Regions from separate parts of the Sus scrofa genome. Here regions 2, 3 and 4 are each linked to region 1. Evidence: chromatin contacts called from public Hi-C and HiChIP or PLAC-seq data. All regions are on one chromosome and are shown on one strand. Each heading gives the region's core, a stretch centred on a gene start, on an enhancer-like site or on the middle of the called end of the contact. The rest is flanking DNA. Distances are from core to core; before and after follow the strand shown.

Region 1 (4,137 bases), core at 605-3,104:
TTTGACTATGGTTTGAAGGACTTGCTGATTGGATTGAGAGTGTGAGAGAAATAGAGAAGTCATATACATCTCCAAGATTTTTTGCTGTTAACAACAAAGTTTCCATTTGCTGAGATGGGCGATCACCACAGAAGGAGGAGAAGGAGCATTTTGTGGGTAGAATGTACGTGTATGGGGTTAGGATGAAAAGTTCAGTTTGGATATGTTAAATTTTTTCTTTCTTTCTTTTTTTTTTGACATGTTAATTCGTGCACTAAACATCCAAGTTTGGAGTGGTCAAATTAAGATATTATATGTATACATATACAAAATTGTGAATATATATATATATATACACACACATATATATATACACATATATATACACATATATACACATATATATACATATATACACATATATACATATATACACATATATACATATATACACATATATATACATATATACATATATATACATATATACATATATATACATATATACACACATATATACACATATATATACACATATATATATATATAGGGCGCAGCAAGGAAAAGATACACACTCCATCTTTGATATCATTGGCAAGGAAATCCAGGCAAAAATTGTTGAGCATGACAGGTGTCTTGCTTTCCATGACTTTCCGCTTCAGTCAGGAAGGGCATCTGTGTCATTCCTGAAGATGGAAGGCAAGAAAGCCTTCTCTAGTATTTGCTTGTGTATATCTTTTCTTTGTTGTGTCTGCACTTTCTCCTTTGCTGTAAGAAATTTTAACCTTGGGTATATGTTGATTCATGCGAATCCTTCCTGTGAATCACCAACTACTGCGTGGCCCTAGGGTGGACAGAAACAGCCATAATTACCCTTGTTCCCAACTCACTTAGTGTACAATCTTCTAAAAGAAATGTCTATATTATACATTCTTGTATTATACATACTTACATACTTACTTGTTTAAAAGCATGCCTACACTGCAGGCTACTTAATGCCTTAGCACCTAGCAGGCAACTAACACATAGATATCTGAATAGGAATCCTTTCTGAGAGAGAGAAGTATAAAACAGTCCACACATATATTTTAAAAATGAGCATGTTCTGTTAGAAATAGTTCTGTTCTGTTAGAAATAGAGAATAGTTCTGTTAGAAATTGTAAAGGAAGGTAGAGGGTAAAAACTCATTTACCAGCAGAGGCCAAAGTGGTTTTTCTTCAGGTCAGAGTATAATCATGGCCACCAAAACTTTGCCCTCTCTCAAACTGCTGCTTATTTATTCCCAAGATTAAAACTCTAATAGTTGCAAAGAATCAGCGCTAGGATCAGCGCCTGTAGATGTCTAGTCTATTACCTTAACCACATGGCCACAATTACCTAAAAGTGGTGCTTTCCGAGTTATGCTATAGAAGGAAATATAACTCAATGTCTTGGCTTTCACCTCTGCCCAGTTTATTTCAGCATTTTCCTGGCTTCACAGGGCTAGGAGATCTGTCAAGATAACTGGTGGCAACAATAGCATGGTCACTCTGGCATCCAGAAGAACTCACATAACAGTTTCACGTTTGTTTTCAGGAAACCATTTTAGTTCCAGCATTTAAAAAAAAGGGGGGGAGAGTGGCATTTTATTTTCTTTCGTTATTGTGAGACCAAGCTACAGAATTTTAACTAGAGAAGTAATGAGGAAGGGAGAAAGAAAGAAAAACAGTAGTTAGCAGAGGATGGTTTCGATCCATCGACCTCTGGGTTATGGGCCCAGCACGCTTCCGCTGCGCCACTCTGCTGCTTGTTACAAAAAGGTTTACTTGTAATGTAGTTAACGTGAATCAGCGGAGACTTGGCCTCTAAAGAAATCTGTCAGAAGTCGCTTATTTATTTCAATACCTTGACTACAAGTTGCCAAATCTCCGCAACAATCTCGCTACCAGAATCAGAGAAAATAAAATGAAGAGTAGTAAACATTAACACAGTGTTAAGGTACTGGGCTCAGAGGTGAGGTAAATTGTTACATAATTAAATGAGAATTACAGGATTTAACATACAGGGAAAGGAAAGAAAACAAAACGGGAAATGAACACGGGCGTCCGCGTGGCGGGCGAGCCACAGAATCACTAACCAACCAGATATTCGGTTTTGGTAAGAAAATCGTTTTGGTCAAATTTCCCTTGGCTTGGTGATGAAGCTGAAATCTTGCAGTTTTTAAACTCCGGAGTGGGTCTTGGGTTTGAAGAATTTTGTTTGCAGGGAGCAGTAATACTGGTGGCACCGTAAACGTGGGGGGCAAAGCATTCTTACGAAGGTTGCAGCAGTTCCGGTCGTGTGGGTCAAGGCTTCTGCGCAATTGTCTCAAAGCATCCCAAACGGGAAGATAATCAGTTTTAAAAAAATCAGTTTTAAAAAAAGTTGATTTCTGTAGTCTGACGAATTTGTAAAATAGGTCCGAAAATTTCCACTTAGAGATGCCGGATCAGCGACCAATAACTTAGCCGAGGGTTCTCTAGGCGGGCGGGGACTAAGGCGTCATGACGTCACTACTCAACGGGCCCACGAAGGGAGGGGCCGGCAGGATAAATGAAAGTGTTCCGGAGAGCGCGCCCTCAGTCTTCAATTCGGTCCGCAATCCGCTCATATAAGGCAATTGCCTCTTCGGTCTCTCACTTTTCTGCAAGCTTTCCGAATCCTCGCTGCCATGTCTGGTCGTGGTAAAGGCGGAAAGGGGCTCGGAAAGGGGGGCGCCAAGCGCCACCGTAAGGTCTTGCGGGATAACATCCAGGGTATTACCAAGCCCGCCATTCGTCGTTTGGCTCGGCGTGGGGGGGTCAAGCGCATCTCTGGGCTCATCTACGAGGAGACCCGTGGGGTTCTGAAGGTGTTCTTGGAGAACGTCATCCGGGACGCCGTCACCTACACCGAGCACGCCAAGCGCAAGACCGTCACCGCCATGGATGTCGTCTACGCGCTGAAGCGCCAGGGCCGCACCCTCTACGGCTTTGGCGGTTAAGTCTCCCGATTCCTGCCACCTAACATTTTCCACCAAAGGCCCTTTTCAGGGCCGCCCACGTGTTTCTGCGAAAGAGCCGGCACTTGCTGATTTCTTTTATACTTCGGTGTTTGTGAAAGCAGATAACGAAGTGTGTACGTTTTAAACTAAAACTAGTACTTTTTAGCTCGCGTCCTAAGGCTTTGGAAGTGTGCTGGGCTGTGTGTTTGCGCTTCGGGTAACGTGGTTTTAGGCTGATGTTTATCGTCCAGCTTTACGTTCATGGGCCAGTGAAGTAAGTTACGGTACTTTCTACCCCGAAGGATTCCTTTTTCAGTTCTGGAGCATTCCAATTTGAGTCGTGTACGTCTGGTGTTGAATACTAGAGAGAATTCAGCTTAAACGGCCCGCGGCGGAGCGCCGCAAGCCTCCCCTCCCCCGTCCGTGGTCCGGGCTCAAAATGGCGGCGAGGCCGAGGAACAAAGAAAGGCCGTGTTTGCGGCGGGACGCGGGCCCGGAACAAAGGCGAATTCGTGAGGGAGGCGGCATGTTAACCTTGGGCAGGGGCGCGCGCTGCTCGGCTCGGGTGGCGTGTGGAGACGTTGCTCGGCTCTGCTAACTAGAACTTGTACAAAAGACAGGGAGCAAAATTAAAATGTACACGCGGAGAGAGCTAGCATGTATTGTTAGGTTATAGAGACCACTAAATTCTGGCTTCCTGTTAGGAAAAACGTTGTCCATATGAAGGGTTACTTAAAGAAAATAAATGACAGCTAAGCTTAGCAGTTGTTAAGTAGACATGATTTAAAAAAACACATATTCTGGCATCAGGATATTTTACCTCACATTCGTAAGTATGCACTATTTTTTTTAAAGCTCTCATATAATTGCTGTCAATCTAAAACCAAATTCCCTAATATCTAATACTCTGTTCACATTAACCAATCCCTGTTATGCTTTTTTAGGTATCTGGGTTGCTTAGAGGAGATTCCAATCAGGCTTTTGTTGTGTCTCAGGTCTCTAAGTTTTCTCTCCTCAGAGATCCCGCTTAGTTTTTTTGACATTGATTTGTCGTAGGCCTGCCCTATAGAATGTCCTGGTTTGACTTGTTTCCTGGCGAATTTATTTTCCTTTGGTATCCTGCCTGCCTGTTTTGCAGGGTTGCATCAGGTATTTCC
Region 2 (4,665 bases), core at 1,452-3,951, 70 kb after region 1:
CTGTCACAGCATCTGTTTTTATTTCGAATAATTTCATAGCACTCAGAACTCTCTATTTGAAATTTTCTTAGTGGCTTATTAATTGTTGATTATCTCCCTTCTCCCACTAGATATTAGCCCCAAGGGGAACTCTTGTCAGTCTCATTCATCTGTAACATAATGTCTCATAGTGAGGAAATCCAATCAAGATTTGAGAAAATACTGAATGGAATCACTTCAACTGCTGATTTGTTTATTGTATCTGCTCCATTTTTGCTGCCAGTTCTTGCCTTTATCATCTTTCATCGCTGCCATTTCTCTTCAATCCAGCTAATCTCTTGCCATAGAGCTATCTTCCTAACACAGCCAATGATGTCTCTACCTGCTTAGAAGCTTTCTATAACTTTTTGTCATCTGCATCATAAATCTAAACTTGATTGACATCCACACCCTTCATCATCTTATAACTCAATCTCATCTTTGTTACCCGGAAAGCTCCATGTGGGAGGGGCTTTCGCTTAGCTTGTTCTTCACCATATATTAGTTGTTCTCAGTGTCAAACCAGATAAGCAGCGTCTGTATCTCCTGGCAACTTTTTGCCAATAAGCCAAGTTCTCAGATCTTCCCCCAGTCAATGAAACTGAAACTGGGAGTGGAACAAGTAATCTGTCCTTTGACAAGCTTTCTGGGTGCTTGTGATGCACACTCAAGTTTGCTTTATATCCTCAGTACATAATTTGATTCTTGGCACTTAACTGAATGAACCTGATGGACACTCTTTGGGTTTACCTGGAAGGCCCTCATATCAGGCAGTGTGGATGCTTTCCCAAAGCCATTTCATAATGATTAAGCTGAAATCGGAGTTTTTGATCAATAAACTTTATTTGTATGCTGGGCATAGGTGTATTTCAGGAAAACTCCGAAGACCTGGAGGGTGGAATAGCTCACAGTTTAAAACTGTTGGGGGAGGAGTTTCCACTGTAGCGCAACATGATTGGCGGCATCTTTAGACCGCTGGGGTGCAGGTTCCATTCCCTGCCAGGCACAGTGTGTTAAGAAACCCTCCTTGTCTCAGTTGTGGCTTAGGTCATGTTTGTGGCTCTGATCCGATCCCTGGCCAGAGAACTCCATATGCCGCAGGATGGCCAAAATAAAATAAAATAAAAAAATAAATAAGACCGTTGGGGAGAGGGACTTCCAAACCAGAAAGGAGAGTTAGGTGAGGGCCAGACCTTGCAGGGCTTGTAGCCACAGCCGATTTTTTTCTTTCTTGCTTGCTTCTTAAACCTGTAACCACTGGCATAGTTCCCAGCCTCGGGTCGAATCGCAGCTGCTACAGATGCCGGCCTACACCAGGGCTCACCACAACGCTGGATCCTTAACCCACTGAGCAGAGCCAGGGATCAAACCCGAGTCCTCATGGATACTAATCGAGTTCATAACCCTGATAAGCCACAAGGGGAACTCCCTATAGCAGATTTCAGATTTTATCAAGTTTGGGGGGAGGGGGGGAATCATCCAAAGGCTGTGAAGCACATAAACAGAACAGGAAAGCTGGAGGAAGAATAAGGCCCTGGTCTAGGAAGGGAGCTTGACAGTGATAGGGGCTAATAGGAGGCTGCAGATTATTTTATGTGACCACAATATTAAAACTGTTTATTCTGAACATAGAATTCTGTGAATTTTGCAGGTCCGCTTTGTAAAACGAGTCAGGGAAGTAGGGAGAAGATTGTATATTTAGAAAAAGTCCAATGATGAGAGCCTTTTAAAAATTTAGTTGACTTGAAAGACCTAGGTAAAAAAGGGCTTAAAAGAGTGAGAAAAGGAATTCCACCCAAAAGAACTTGGGCGCGGTCCTGCAGCATCACAGAGGATGTAGTTTTTAGAGAGCAGGATTTCAAAATCTAACTATGGCTTCTCAAATACTATAGGGAGGCGCTTTACATAAAACGGAAAACCAGACTTCACAAAGCGCCGCTATTTGCACAGAGAGCACCCTGTACAAATTTTAAAGGTAATCTAGAGTTCCAAAGGTTGGGGTTAAACCTAGGCAGTTACTAGCTCCCACTTGCTAAAGTTTCTGGAGTCCTGTACACAGGACGGTTGTCCATAACCACAACAGTTAAGTAGATGTACCACAAAAACAGTTAACTTTCAAAGTGTTTCCTAAAGTACCACCTTCACACGAGTTAAATGCAGTTTCTAGGAACTAAAAAGTCCTAGTGAACAACTCAGATTGTGAAAACGTGAGGTGGCTCTGAAAAGAGCCTTTGGGTTTGACAGTGCCTAGAAATAAATTTACTTGGAGCTGGTGTACTTGGTAACGGCCTTGGTGCCCTCAGACACGGCGTGCTTGGCCAACTCCCCGGGCAGCAGCAGCCGCACGGCCGTCTGGATCTCCCGGGACGTGATGGTCGACGCTTGTTGTAATGCGCCAGCCGCGAGGCCTCACCCGCGATGCGCTCGAAGATGTCGTTGACGAAGGAGTTCATGATGCCCATGGCCTTGGACGAGATGCCGGTGTCGGGGTGGACCTGCTTCAGCACCTTGTACACGTACACGGAGTAGCTCTCCTTGCGGCTGCGCTTGCGCTTCTTGCCATCTTTTTTCTGCGCCTTGGTCACGGCTTTCTTGGAGCCCTTCTTCGGGGCTGGAGCAGATTTCGTTGGTTCAGGCATTTTACCTGCCCTTTCTCTGAAGAGAAAAGAAAATGGTGGCTGTGCTGCTGGATCCTGCCTATTTGTAGACAGATTTATGCAAATGAAGACTTGGTTTCCAAACTGCTGATTCGTTCGTTTGTCACAGGCTGCATGCAAACGAGCTACTCTCCCATTGGTCTCCTGAGTCAATTTTCCACCAATCAAGCCAGCTTCTTTAATCTTATCACTGTTTTATAACAATTCCGTTTAGTTTGTCAGTTTTAAAAAATATGACTTTCCAGAGCTTTGACTTGCAAAGGAAGCAAAGCTAGTTGCCCGAGTACCTCTCCGACTTCTAAACCTCCTTTTCAGGTCCTGGAAAAGCTCTGTCTTTACATTTGAATCTAATAGGGAAAGGAAAAATAGAGAATAGGCGATCTGCGGTGGTACAGAAAATACCAAAGACAGCGTTTCCCACAGCACACAAAACACACAAATATAGCAGGAAATAAAATTACATAAATAAAATTACATCCCTTGAAGGGAGATAAGAATAGAATTTCGTGACCCACATGTCCTTCATAACGGAGGATCAAATCACTCCTTTTAACTGCAAGCGCGGATAAGAAAGTTCTTCATTCTACCTACTGAAAAGAATTAAAAAAATAAAAGAATAAAAGTTAGCAGGTTGGCCTTTAACACTTTTACTTTAATTTTATTATCACCACCATCATCTTTGGCTGAAACTGGCTTCTGAGCAGATAATTCTGCCATTACCATTGTTCTCCGGTGGCTGTTGGTGAGAATGTTGAACGCTAACCACCTGATGTAGGTCCTCAGATCTTTGTCCCTTTTGGAGAAAGAATTTGACAAAGAGACTGAAGGTAGTGAGGTAATTATTTAAAGAGAGAAGAGAGAGAAGAAGGTGCATAGAAAATACAAAAACAGGCGGGGTGGGGTGGGGAGGGAGAAAGGGAGATATAAAGACAGACAGAGAAAGAAGCAAGAGAGGAAGAGAGCAACATGTCCTTGCGAGGCCTTTTAAATCATTTAGGGTGGAGGTGGAGGGGATTTTCCGGTCCTGGCTCAGTGGAATCGACTCTGCTTAGAATCCCTGAGGACACAGGTTCCATCCCTCGCCCCAGTGGCTTAAGGATCTGGTGTTACCATGAGCTGAGGCCTTCTACTGGACAATGCTCTTGCTTCCTCTGGCTTTGGCAGGATGGATTTAACACAAGGTTCTCGGAGAAGTTGTCAGGAGGTACTGTGGTCTGGTCCCTCCTTTCTCAGACCCCTGAGGAACCTTTCTGCTAGTGTATCTTTGATCTCAAGAATGAGAAATACTCTCTCTCTTTTATCCTAGCAGGATACATCTTTTATCTTGAAGTTATCTCCACAGGGAACAGATTACATTTGCTCAGCCTGGGATCCATCTATCTCCTGCGCAGCCATTTTTCCTTTCTGCAGAGAAGTGTCCTCCCTGAAGCTGACTTTATCCCTAACCCTTCCCAGGCTTCCCGCGTGTGCAGTAAATCCAGAGCAGGAAGCTGCATGTAGCAGGCAAGCAACCAACAAGGGCACACTCCTGTGCTTACTCAATCTTATCTTTCTTTTTCACAAAATAGTTAATTGGTTTCTCTCACTTCCGTATTGAGGAGAATTCAACTTCTTGATTTCTTCCTTATTCCCAGTTTAGCCAGTGTAGCAATGTGCTGAATAAAGCCAACATACTTTATTTGCATTCATTTAATTAATCATAGACCCCTACCTGATTATTTCTTTTCTTTTTCCATTAAAAAAAAAAAAAGTAAACAAGAGTGTTAGGTTCACCTCAGGAAAAAAAGAAAAACGAAACCTGACTCCAAGCTCTCGCCCTGCTCTGGAGAAACGTAACTAAGACAGGACTAAGTCATCCCCCAAATCATGTGACTCAATCTTAAAAACTACCTCACCCAGGAGAGTGTCTAAACCTCTGCTCATATCCCACTAACAAGTCTCCCAAGCTGATTGGTCTGTTCCTCTTTTCACCCTATTTACATAGTTTGTT
Region 3 (4,586 bases), core at 684-3,183, 91 kb after region 1:
TGAGTTGTATGTGTGCATGTTTATTACTAGTTTATTCTGGTCTGGTGTCTCAGCTTCACTGGAAAAGAGTTCTTATCAGGCTCCCCACCAGGGCCAGTCTTCACATAACACCATAAAAAACACAGCTTAGGTTTGGGTGACGCCAGCTGAGGCGCTTGTGGTTTCAACATGGACCAAACCCCTGGGTCTGAGAGTTCCTTACTTTTGTAGTGGCTCTTTGTTGTTTTTATAATTTTAAAAAATACGTTTCTAAATTTTAATTGTCCATCCAAGTACCCAGATTGCCTTATTATGGAAAATCTATCCCCATGATCCATGAATCTCTCTGTTTGGGAGATGTGAGAACCCTAGAGTTTCTAAATTCATTCTTCTCTCAGCCTACAATACCACTGCCTACCATTGAGATTTTCCATCTCAATCAGCACTTCACTCCCAGTCCAGCCTCATCTACTTTGCAATTTTCTTGGCCACCTCTGATTATCGATTCCTTTCCTTCCTGCCACAGGCTCCCCCGCCCCCACTTCCTTTCAGAGGTTTTATCTTCCCCAGCAATGAAAACACTTAAGGCTATCCGACTTAGTGCAGCAAAAGCCAACTGCTGCCAGAAGGGGCTGCCTGCCCTTCCCTTTCTACTTCCTCTCTACCCTTGATGCTCGGGGACATTCGGTAAAGCGGTAAGGGTGCTGAAAAGGGGGCTTAAGCCCTGATTCCGACACATTAACCGATTGAGAGTTTGGGCTTCTCTCTTTTGACCCAGAGAATATTAAAGCTGAATGCTGCCCCGCCCCCAGGACTAAGAATTAATTAGGACTTTCTGGGAAAGAAGATAGAGTAGCTGAGAGGATTTCAAGGGATTTCAAAGACGGCTTCCCTTTCCTTTTCCCTTCCGTCGGATCCTTTAGGATAGTTTGGGCTTCTCCTTTACCTCCCCTGCCGCTGCTCAGAACCTCAAGCAGAACTGCACCAATTACAAAGCAAGCAAACCAGTAAAGCCTTTGCAATATATCTGTGAAAACTCACATTGTCTTCAGCCTTTTTTCAGATATGTCTACATGGCTTGAAAAAGAAAAAAGAAAAATAGAATAGAAAAAGTGCAGAATGAAGTTGTCAGAGCATGCTGTTTCCTGCTCTGGGTAATCTGTCATCCGCAAGTTCTGGAACAACGCCAGGATCAACTTGGAGACCTACACACGGAAAGGAAAGGTGTACCCTTGAAATGGCATTTTGAGTGCAAACTAACATTTAGTTAGGTGACATTAAATAATTCATCGGTACTTGCCCACAGTGAACCCGCAACCTATGGCACATAGTTATTGCGTAGGTTCTTCATAAGTATTTCCTAAGTAGCTGTTATTGGAGCACTAAAGCATGGCAACGAAACTTTAAATTTGGGGGAACTCAAAAAGTAGTCTTTGGAATTAAACAATTACAACTCATTTGCTGAGAGCATGCGTGGCTCTTAAAAGAGCCTTTGGGGTTAACAGTAAAGATGCTTACTTGGCAAATTTATTTGGAGCTGGTGTACTTGGTGACGGCCTTAGTGCCCTCGGACACGGCGTGCTTGGCCAGCTCCCCGGGCAGCAGCAGCCGCACGGCCGTCTGGATCTCCCGGGACGTGATGGTCGAGCGCTTGTTGTAATGCGCCAGCCGCGAGGCCTCACCCGCGATGCGCTCGAAGATGTCGTTGACAAAGGAGTTCATGATGCCCATGGCTTTGGACGAGATGCCAGTGTCCGGGTGGACCTGCTTCAGCACCTTGTACACGTACACGGAGTAGCTCTCCTTGCGGCTGCGCTTGCGCTTCTTGCCATCCTTCTTCTGCGCCTTAGTCACCGCTTTCTTGGACCCCTTCTTCGGGGCGGGAGCAGATTTGGTGGGTTCAGGCATAGCAGCGTTAAAAGTTAGAACTGCAAGGCTAACACCTGGGAAAATAGTCAGTCAGGGTGAGGCCACATTTATTTATAGATGCGGTATTCAAATGAGGTTAGTAAGGTTTCGCTCACGATTGGATTAATTTTATTGTGGCGTCACAAACACGAATGTAAATGAAACTTGCAGGTCTACGTTTCCATTGGCTGTTAACTTACTTTGCTTCGACCCAATCAGAGGGCTTGGACTAGGCTACTCACAGCTAGTATAAATAGTTTTTTCAAGTAGTTGCACTCTGTATTTCACCGCTAAGAGAAGGCTGCTTAGCCTAGAACGGGTTAGTTTTAATAACTCGGTGCATTGGGTTTGCACGCAACTAGCAGCCATCTAAGTGTCCTGCTGATGAAGTTGGTGGGCAAACGCCTTATCCTGCGCCTGGGACAGCTAATAATTTGCAGCCACCACATACATCAACTTGAAGGTGAGCTGGGTCACCTTCAAGTTCACGTTCGTTAACCTTAACATTTGTGCAATGGATACTTAGAAGATAGCGCTAGGGCAACACGAACGGAATCAGTCCTGACTCCCAAACGTGTGCAAGATGTGGGCCTTCTACCCAACCAAACTCGGGACAGACAAAATACCCGGCCCGCTACACCTCCCACAGGTTTTAAATGAATCGCTATGAAGACCCACCTCCCGTCCCCGGAGGCCCGCCCTTTAACTCGCAGCCTTTTCCTCCCAGCCACGCCCCCTTAAGAGTGTGCAACAGCTCTTTTCCGGAGATCTGTGGGTGGCTCTGAAAAGAGCCTTTGGGTTGTGTAGAGCTTGTAAGCCGTTGGCCAAAGGGACTTCCTATTTCTTCTTGGCTGCCGCCTTCTTTGGCTTGGCTGCCTTGGGCTTGGCGGTCTTTGGTTTAGCCGCCTTAGGTTTCACCGCTTTGGCCTTCGCTGGGCTCTTGGGCGCCTTCTTAGGCTTGGCGGCTCTCGCTTTTTTGGGGCTCTTTGCTTTTTTGGCTCCTGCAGCCGCGGCAGGCTTCTTCGCCTTCTTTGGAGTCTTTTTGGCGCTCTTCTTCGGGGTGGCCGTCCCCGTCGCCTTCTTGGGCTTCTTAGCCGCTCCCGCGGGCTTTTTGGGCTTAGCCGCGCCCGTTTTCTTGGCTTTGGGTTTCGCTTCCCCGGTGGCCGCCTTCTTGTTGAGCTTGAAAGAGCCGGAGGCGCCAGTGCCCTTGGTTTGCACCAGGGTGCCCTTGCTCACCAAACTCTTCAGACCCAACTTGATACGGCTGTTGTTCTTCTCCACATCGTAGCCAGCGGCCGCCAGCGCCTTTTTGAGCGCAGCCAAGGACACGCCGCTGCGCTCCTTGGAGGCGGCGACAGCCTTAGTGATGAGCTCGGACACGGGAGGTCCAGACGCCTTGCGCTTCGCAGCACCTGCAGACTTGCGGGCCTTCTTTTTCACTGGCGTCTTCTCCGCAGGGGCCGGAGCAGCCGGCGCGGCAGGCGCAGTCTCGGACATGTTGAAGGCGGGCGTGGGAGAGCAATTCGAGCCGGAAACAGAGGCACTGGCCGGGACTCGGGCCGCGCCGCTGCGCCCGCCCGTTTATATAGGGCGGAGCTGCGCCGTGATTGGTGCGCTGTCCAGCCCGCCTCGCTGGCAGCCGCAGAGTGTCCTCTCGGATCCCGAGTTGTGTTTGTTACACCTCAAAAAATGCCAAAAATATCAAAATTCTCTCGACCGAATTGCCCAATTTTTCTCAGAAAATGATCCCCGAAGCCTCAGGCTTCACGCAAGTCTCAAATTATGAGGAAAGCACAAAACCTTATGCCAAAACCCAGCAATATTTCCCACCGTGCTCGTCAAATTTCAACTCAGAGAAACAAAACTTTCTATTTTCTTCGTAAATTATAAACTGATCTTTAACTGTGGAGTTTTTTGACCTCTCAAGTATGATTCTCCAAGTGGTTAGCTTCTTATATGTCCAAAAACCATGTCACTGGCATTAAGATTTTTATTATAAATCTGCGCTTAAGTGAGGGAAGTAACACAGGCTCCTCGGAGAGTCCTGCCTATTGAGCCGAGGGCATTTGAGTTCATCAAACTGGTTTAGTTTAATGTTAAACAAATTATTGCTCATATGGAGTTAAATTTTGGACCCCTGGGACATCAACCTATGCAGCCATGGTTTTATTTCTATCTGCTGCATCTGGGTTTTTAAACAATTACTTAGGATAATTCTTTTCCTTTCTGCTCCCAAGGGTTGGGGGCGGGGCTGTTGCTTCTCTTCCTCTGGACAACTGCTCATGTGTTTAGATACCTTGAATTCAGGATATTTGGAAAGAAAAGGGAGTCCAAAACATAGTCAGGGTACACAGGTAGAAAAGGAGTAACTTTCAAATAACACGCAGTTATCCATATAGTCACTGGAAGTGGAGGTGCACTTTGAAGAATTTGTCTGCAGTCTGGCTGAGTTCTTTTGGCGGATGCTTCAGGATCAAGCCATAATATACTTATTAGAATTGATATCCAAGCATAGATCCTAACAGCAACTAAATGGGAAGTGTAGGTTACAACATGTCTATTCCCAATACTGGAGAAACTCAGACCCTGTTGTCACTGAATAGCTAATGAATGACTAGTCCACACAGCAAACATGGCTTCAGTCTCGGAGATTATTGTCCTGTGCTTCCCAGAGTTCAATAAAAAAGGAAAACAAGTTA
Region 4 (4,352 bases), core at 703-3,202, 87 kb before region 1:
AAAAAGCAAAAAAAAGAGTAAACTTCATTGGTAATATGGGACATGAATACAAAACCCACAAGATATAACATTTCACATCCATCAGATTGGAGACAACTAAGTTGCCTGACAATATCAAGGGCCCAGCAGATGTGGAACAAATAAACACAGAAAGTGATTTTGAATTTGAATAATTAGGACCCAGGCTTATAGCTGGCATTCACAAACACGGTGGGACTTTTTTATTTTTATTTTTTATTTTTTTAATGGCTGCACCTGCAGCATATGGAAGTTACCTGGCCAGGGACTGAATTCCAGTCACAACTGTGACCTACACCACGGCTGTGGTCCTTACCCACTGTGCCACAGCGGGAACTCTCAAAATCTTTTTCCCATGGTTTTTTTCTCTTTCATCTTGAGTCTGCTTGTCTCCTGAGCGGGAGCAGGGAGAGTAAGGGCTGATGGGTGGGGCCTTACTTCAGCCCCCTCCTGGGGGAATGCCTCTCAGGCCTAGGGCACTGACATGTGCAGAGAGGGAGAGGTAACGGTGGGGTGCTCTTTGTACAAAAGAGAAACATGGTTTTGCACAGAAATAAACAGCCTTGGGTAAGGGGAAAAAAAAAAAAAGTATTCCTGTGGTTTGGCCTCAGAGAAAGATGGAGAGGACAAAACCCAACACCTCCAGGACCCTGAGACCCTTGCTCCTGGAAGGCACCATATGAACTCACATGTATTTCTGAGTGGTATAGAGGGGTTTTTAAATGGAAATGTCTTAGACAAATTTGCATCGAGCACCTGTCCAACTTATTGCCTTGTTAAGAAGGGAAACAACAAGATGACAAAAGCATGTGTCTTTCAGAGAAAGTATGAAAATGAGGGAGTGACAGGGCTGGGGAAGGGATGCTTATACAAGTTGCCTGTTTAAAAAAGAAAGAAAGAAAGAAAAAAAAAACCAGGAAAACAGTTCATTACGTAAGTATTGCTCTTACTTGTCTTATGGTTATAAAAACATCACATTCATATCAGTCATTTGAGGGAATCTGGAACATTGCCATCTGAGAGACTAGGCTTGGTTACCCTTAGAAACAGTAACAACAACAGTAATAATAATACACCTAAGAAGAAAATCTAGAGGCTATGTTGAAGCTGTATGGTGTTACATACATATAATTTTATACAAATTGTATAATGTTTTTCTTCCATTAACACTGAAGCAGGCCATGTCAGAAACAGAGGTACGAGGCCAAACACCAGGGCCCAAGTCCTGATTTAAAACAGGTATTGCCAGGGACTTTTCTCAAGACTCAAGGCAATATGCAACAGTTGGTCTATTTCTTAACTTTGGGATGCTTTTTTCTTTTTGACAGGGAGAGCAGAAGGCCCAAGTGGTGGAAAGCTCAGCCCTTCGGTGGCCACTGAGGAGGGGATTCTCAGAGGTGAGGCCGCCTAAGATGGAGAGGAGAGGGGAGAAAGAGCCCAGGCCAGTGGCAGACCTATTCAGGGCCACAGCCCTGCGGGCCCTATGCTTTCAAATCCTCTTCTTGCTTCTCCTTTTTCTGCCCTAGAGCTTCCCTGGAGACTTCTCACTCCAGCAGGGCCTGTAATGACCCTCCCCTCCCGAATTCCGCTATTCTTGAGAATGGGAGGCAAGGCGGAGGTGGGGGGGACCCTAGGTGACCTCATCACTACGAGGGCCGGATTGCAGGAGGGTCCCGAATCTAGGCAGGGCGGCCGCACTCCCCCCATTTTCCGGAGACGCTCGCAAAGGCCTCCTTCCGAGGTGCTTACCCGAGTCTCGCGGCCGTCCGAGCGGCGCGGGGCTCCCGACTGCCGGCCTGCTGCGCAGGTGCCCTCGGCTGGGGCAGGGCCGGCGTGAACCCTGCGATCGTGGAGAGACGCCCGGAGCCCGGCACAGCCGGGAACAGGAAGGCAAGGCAAGGCGGGGATGCGCTTCCGGGGCTGCGGGCGTCGGGCCACCTCGCGTCGCAGTCGGGGACAGCCCGGTTCTCCCCTCGTGATACTAGTGTCCGCCTCCGGGGGCCGCAGACTCCGGACCTACTTTGAATAGTGTCGCCACAGCACCACAGGCCGGGACAAGTGAGATAAGAAAAGGAGGGAAACGTATTTATGATTTTTTCAAATAAATGGTTTAAAGGAAATGTATGGTGGTAGAAAAACGTTTGTTTCCGCCCGGTTTCGAACCGGGGACCTTTCGCGTGTGAGGCGAACGTGATAACCACTACACTACGGAAACCTTGCGGTGATGGTTTTCCCCGACTGGTAGTTCATTCTACGGAACTCCCCACCCCCATGCCTCCGCTGCCCATTTGCTCCGTTCCTGTAAATCTCCGTCGTTAACGTGCACTTGGCGTCTGTGTACCATTCTCCTAAATCAGAGAAGCCAATTAAATGCGAAAGCCAAGCCCGTAGGGCGCATAGATCTGGAGCCGAGTTCTTAATAATTTATTCCGGAAATGGCTGGATAGGGGAGAACGAATGCGACTTTAACCCCTTCACTACCATTTCTCAGTCTGAACTAGATTTTAATTTCTTTCCCTTTGTTTACTATGTTACCTTTAGTTAGAATGGACTGGCGAAGCTGGGCGTGACACCCGGCCCGCGCGCATTTCTCCCGCTGGCGCCACCTCATGGCCGTACGCGGAATTGCTCTGCTAAGGAGTGACGTCTCCCGTTGCGGTTAAAACTGGCGCTTTCTCGCTCCCGAGACTTCCAGGCACACCTCACTTTATAAGGATTTCCTAACTTGATCGAACGTCTCAGCGGTAGGCAGAGGAGGTAAGTAAAAAGTAACCACGCACATCGAGCCAGCCAGGAGTCGAACCTGGAATCTTCTGATCCGTAGTCAGACGCGTTATCCATTGCGCCACTGGCCCGGCGTGTGTACACTTTTCAGGCGGGCATGCCTTCATCAGAAACAAGGCGGCGGCGCTGCTTCACGCGGTGCGGTCTGCGCCTGGGCCTGCAAGTTGCGTTGTCCTAGCTAGTTCAGACTTGCAGCGCGTGGACTCCCAGGCAGCCACTTTGCTTGCACGCGCGTCCCCCAGTGTCTGTAGTCCTGTCTCAGTGTGTCTGAACCAACCGAAAAATGGCGGTAGGAGGCAAGCCTGGCACTCTCTCGGCCTCAGTATCACCCCCATTCAATAATTCATTCATTCAACCGATATTACCATTCAAGGTACCGGAAATACAACTGTCAAGAAAATAGATTTGGGTAGGGGGATGCTGGAGGTTTGGGATGGAAATGCATTATACAACTACAAATGTAATAAATTCATTGAGTAATATAAATAAAATAAAATTTTTTTTTCACAAAAGAAAGAAAATAGATGTCATCCTTGCCCTGAAGAAGACTGTATGGAAGTAGCGAAGACGGTAATAAAGCACTAAATAAATAAAATAATAGTGATAAGCACTTAGAGGGAAGAATAAAACAAACGGGAAAAGGAATAGGAAAACCCAGCAGGGAAGGTGATGAAAGATAAATGTGGGTATTGGGGAAAGAGCGACCTGGAACAGGGGGAATCTCCAGGGCAAAGGCCTGGAGGTGGGAGCGCGCTTGGGGATTTCAGCAATGTGGCGGAGGCCAGTGCTGAGCGCAGAGCGCTAGGAGACCTCGAGGAAATGATCCTTGGCCTTGTACGCCCTTGTAAAAACTTTGGCTGTTACTCTGTAGGAAATTGGAAGCCACTGTACGGTGGCAATATATCTCTCTTGTATCTTCTTGCATGGTTGAAAAAACTTTATTCCCCAAATTTACTTAAGCAAATTCGTCATGACACGGATCCCAGTTCCCGGGACTGAATCTAGGCTGCAGCCTTGAAAGCACAGAATCCTAATCACTAGACCACGGAACTGACCTTCCCTCTTAATCTTAGAGCCTAATCAGTAAATGCCTACTTACTGCCCCAGCTCCAACTAGTATTTGTTCTAATCTTTAGATGAGAACTTCACCAAGATAGCTTATCAAAGGGGTGGTGAAGGGTGTGATCCTCTGCTGGTTTTCCTGGTAATTGACCTGTCAACCTGAGGTCAGTTCTCCCTATAGTTGGTAATCTCCCTCTTCCCCTGGGAGCTAAGACTACTGCCGTGTGCTGCACATGGTGGGGTGTCCTCTGGGGCCTTGCCTCAGACCCCTGAGTTCCCCCATCCATTAAACCGCTGATGTCTCTGTTACTGACTCTGGGCCTTTTCTTCTGTCTTGAAGCTGAGCAAGTATAGGGCTTGCAAGCCTGCTGGGTGCAGCACAAGGGAAGCAAACTGGGTACCTCTTGGTTCTATTGTTATCCTCATCACATAGCCAGGATGAGAAGGCCAGATTCTAGGGAGTTCCTGGAAGTCACAGGTCCCATCTT

What was found. A called contact is a pair of places that touch in the nucleus more often than the background predicts. HiChIP or PLAC-seq counts read pairs in DNA pulled down with a chosen protein or histone mark.
Region 2: an H3K27ac HiChIP or PLAC-seq map of alveolar macrophages shows a contact between it and region 1. The contact joins the promoter of LOC100156127 here to the promoter of LOC110261673 in region 1. A contact is called at or near these places in 2 of 5 promoter capture datasets (fetal liver and liver), 12 of 47 Hi-C or Micro-C datasets (adipocytes, alveolar macrophages, epiblast stem cells and 6 more) and 2 of 2 datasets of contacts at active chromatin or transcription factors (alveolar macrophages and skeletal muscle).
Region 3: a contact with region 1 is called in an H3K27ac HiChIP or PLAC-seq map of skeletal muscle. The contact joins the promoter of HIST1H2BD here to the promoter of LOC110261673 in region 1. A contact is called at or near these places in 1 of 5 promoter capture datasets (liver), 7 of 47 Hi-C or Micro-C datasets (fetal skeletal muscle, heart right ventricle, liver and 3 more) and 2 of 2 datasets of contacts at active chromatin or transcription factors (alveolar macrophages and skeletal muscle).
Region 4: a contact with region 1 is called in a Hi-C map of liver, with 1.7 times the contacts expected there. The contact joins the promoter of HMGN4 here to the promoter of LOC110261673 in region 1. A contact is called at or near these places in 4 of 5 promoter capture datasets (fetal liver, fetal skeletal muscle and liver), 29 of 47 Hi-C or Micro-C datasets (adipose tissue, alveolar macrophages, blood and 16 more) and 2 of 2 datasets of contacts at active chromatin or transcription factors (alveolar macrophages and skeletal muscle).

Annotation. Positions count from the first base shown.
Region 1 is chr7:20,910,091-20,914,227 of Sscrofa11.1, reverse strand. It overlaps LOC110261673 (histone H4), which reads left to right and starts at 1,854. Exons shown (of 1, transcript XM_021099847.1): 1 at 1,854-3,741. The coding sequence starts at 2,669. The coding sequence ends at 2,980. It overlaps TRNAM-CAU (a tRNA gene), which reads right to left and starts at 1,763; the gene lies at 1,692-1,763.
Region 2 is chr7:20,840,221-20,844,885 of Sscrofa11.1, reverse strand. LOC100156127 (histone H2B type 1-M) reads right to left here and starts at 2,701. Exons shown (of 2, transcript XM_001927939.5): 1 at 2,399-2,701; 2 at 2,227-2,396. The coding sequence starts at 2,657. The coding sequence ends at 2,278.
Region 3 is chr7:20,818,437-20,823,022 of Sscrofa11.1, reverse strand. It overlaps HIST1H2BD (histone cluster 1, H2bd), which reads right to left and starts at 1,933. Exons shown (of 2, transcript NM_001243656.1): 1 at 1,498-1,933. The coding sequence starts at 1,887. The coding sequence ends at 1,507.
Region 4 is chr7:20,996,513-21,000,864 of Sscrofa11.1, reverse strand. HMGN4 (high mobility group nucleosome-binding domain-containing protein 4) reads right to left here and starts at 1,952. Exons shown (of 2, transcript XM_001928253.7): 1 at 1,768-1,952. TRNAR-ACG (a tRNA gene) reads right to left here and starts at 2,873; the gene lies at 2,801-2,873. TRNAV-CAC (a tRNA gene) reads right to left here and starts at 2,233; the gene lies at 2,161-2,233.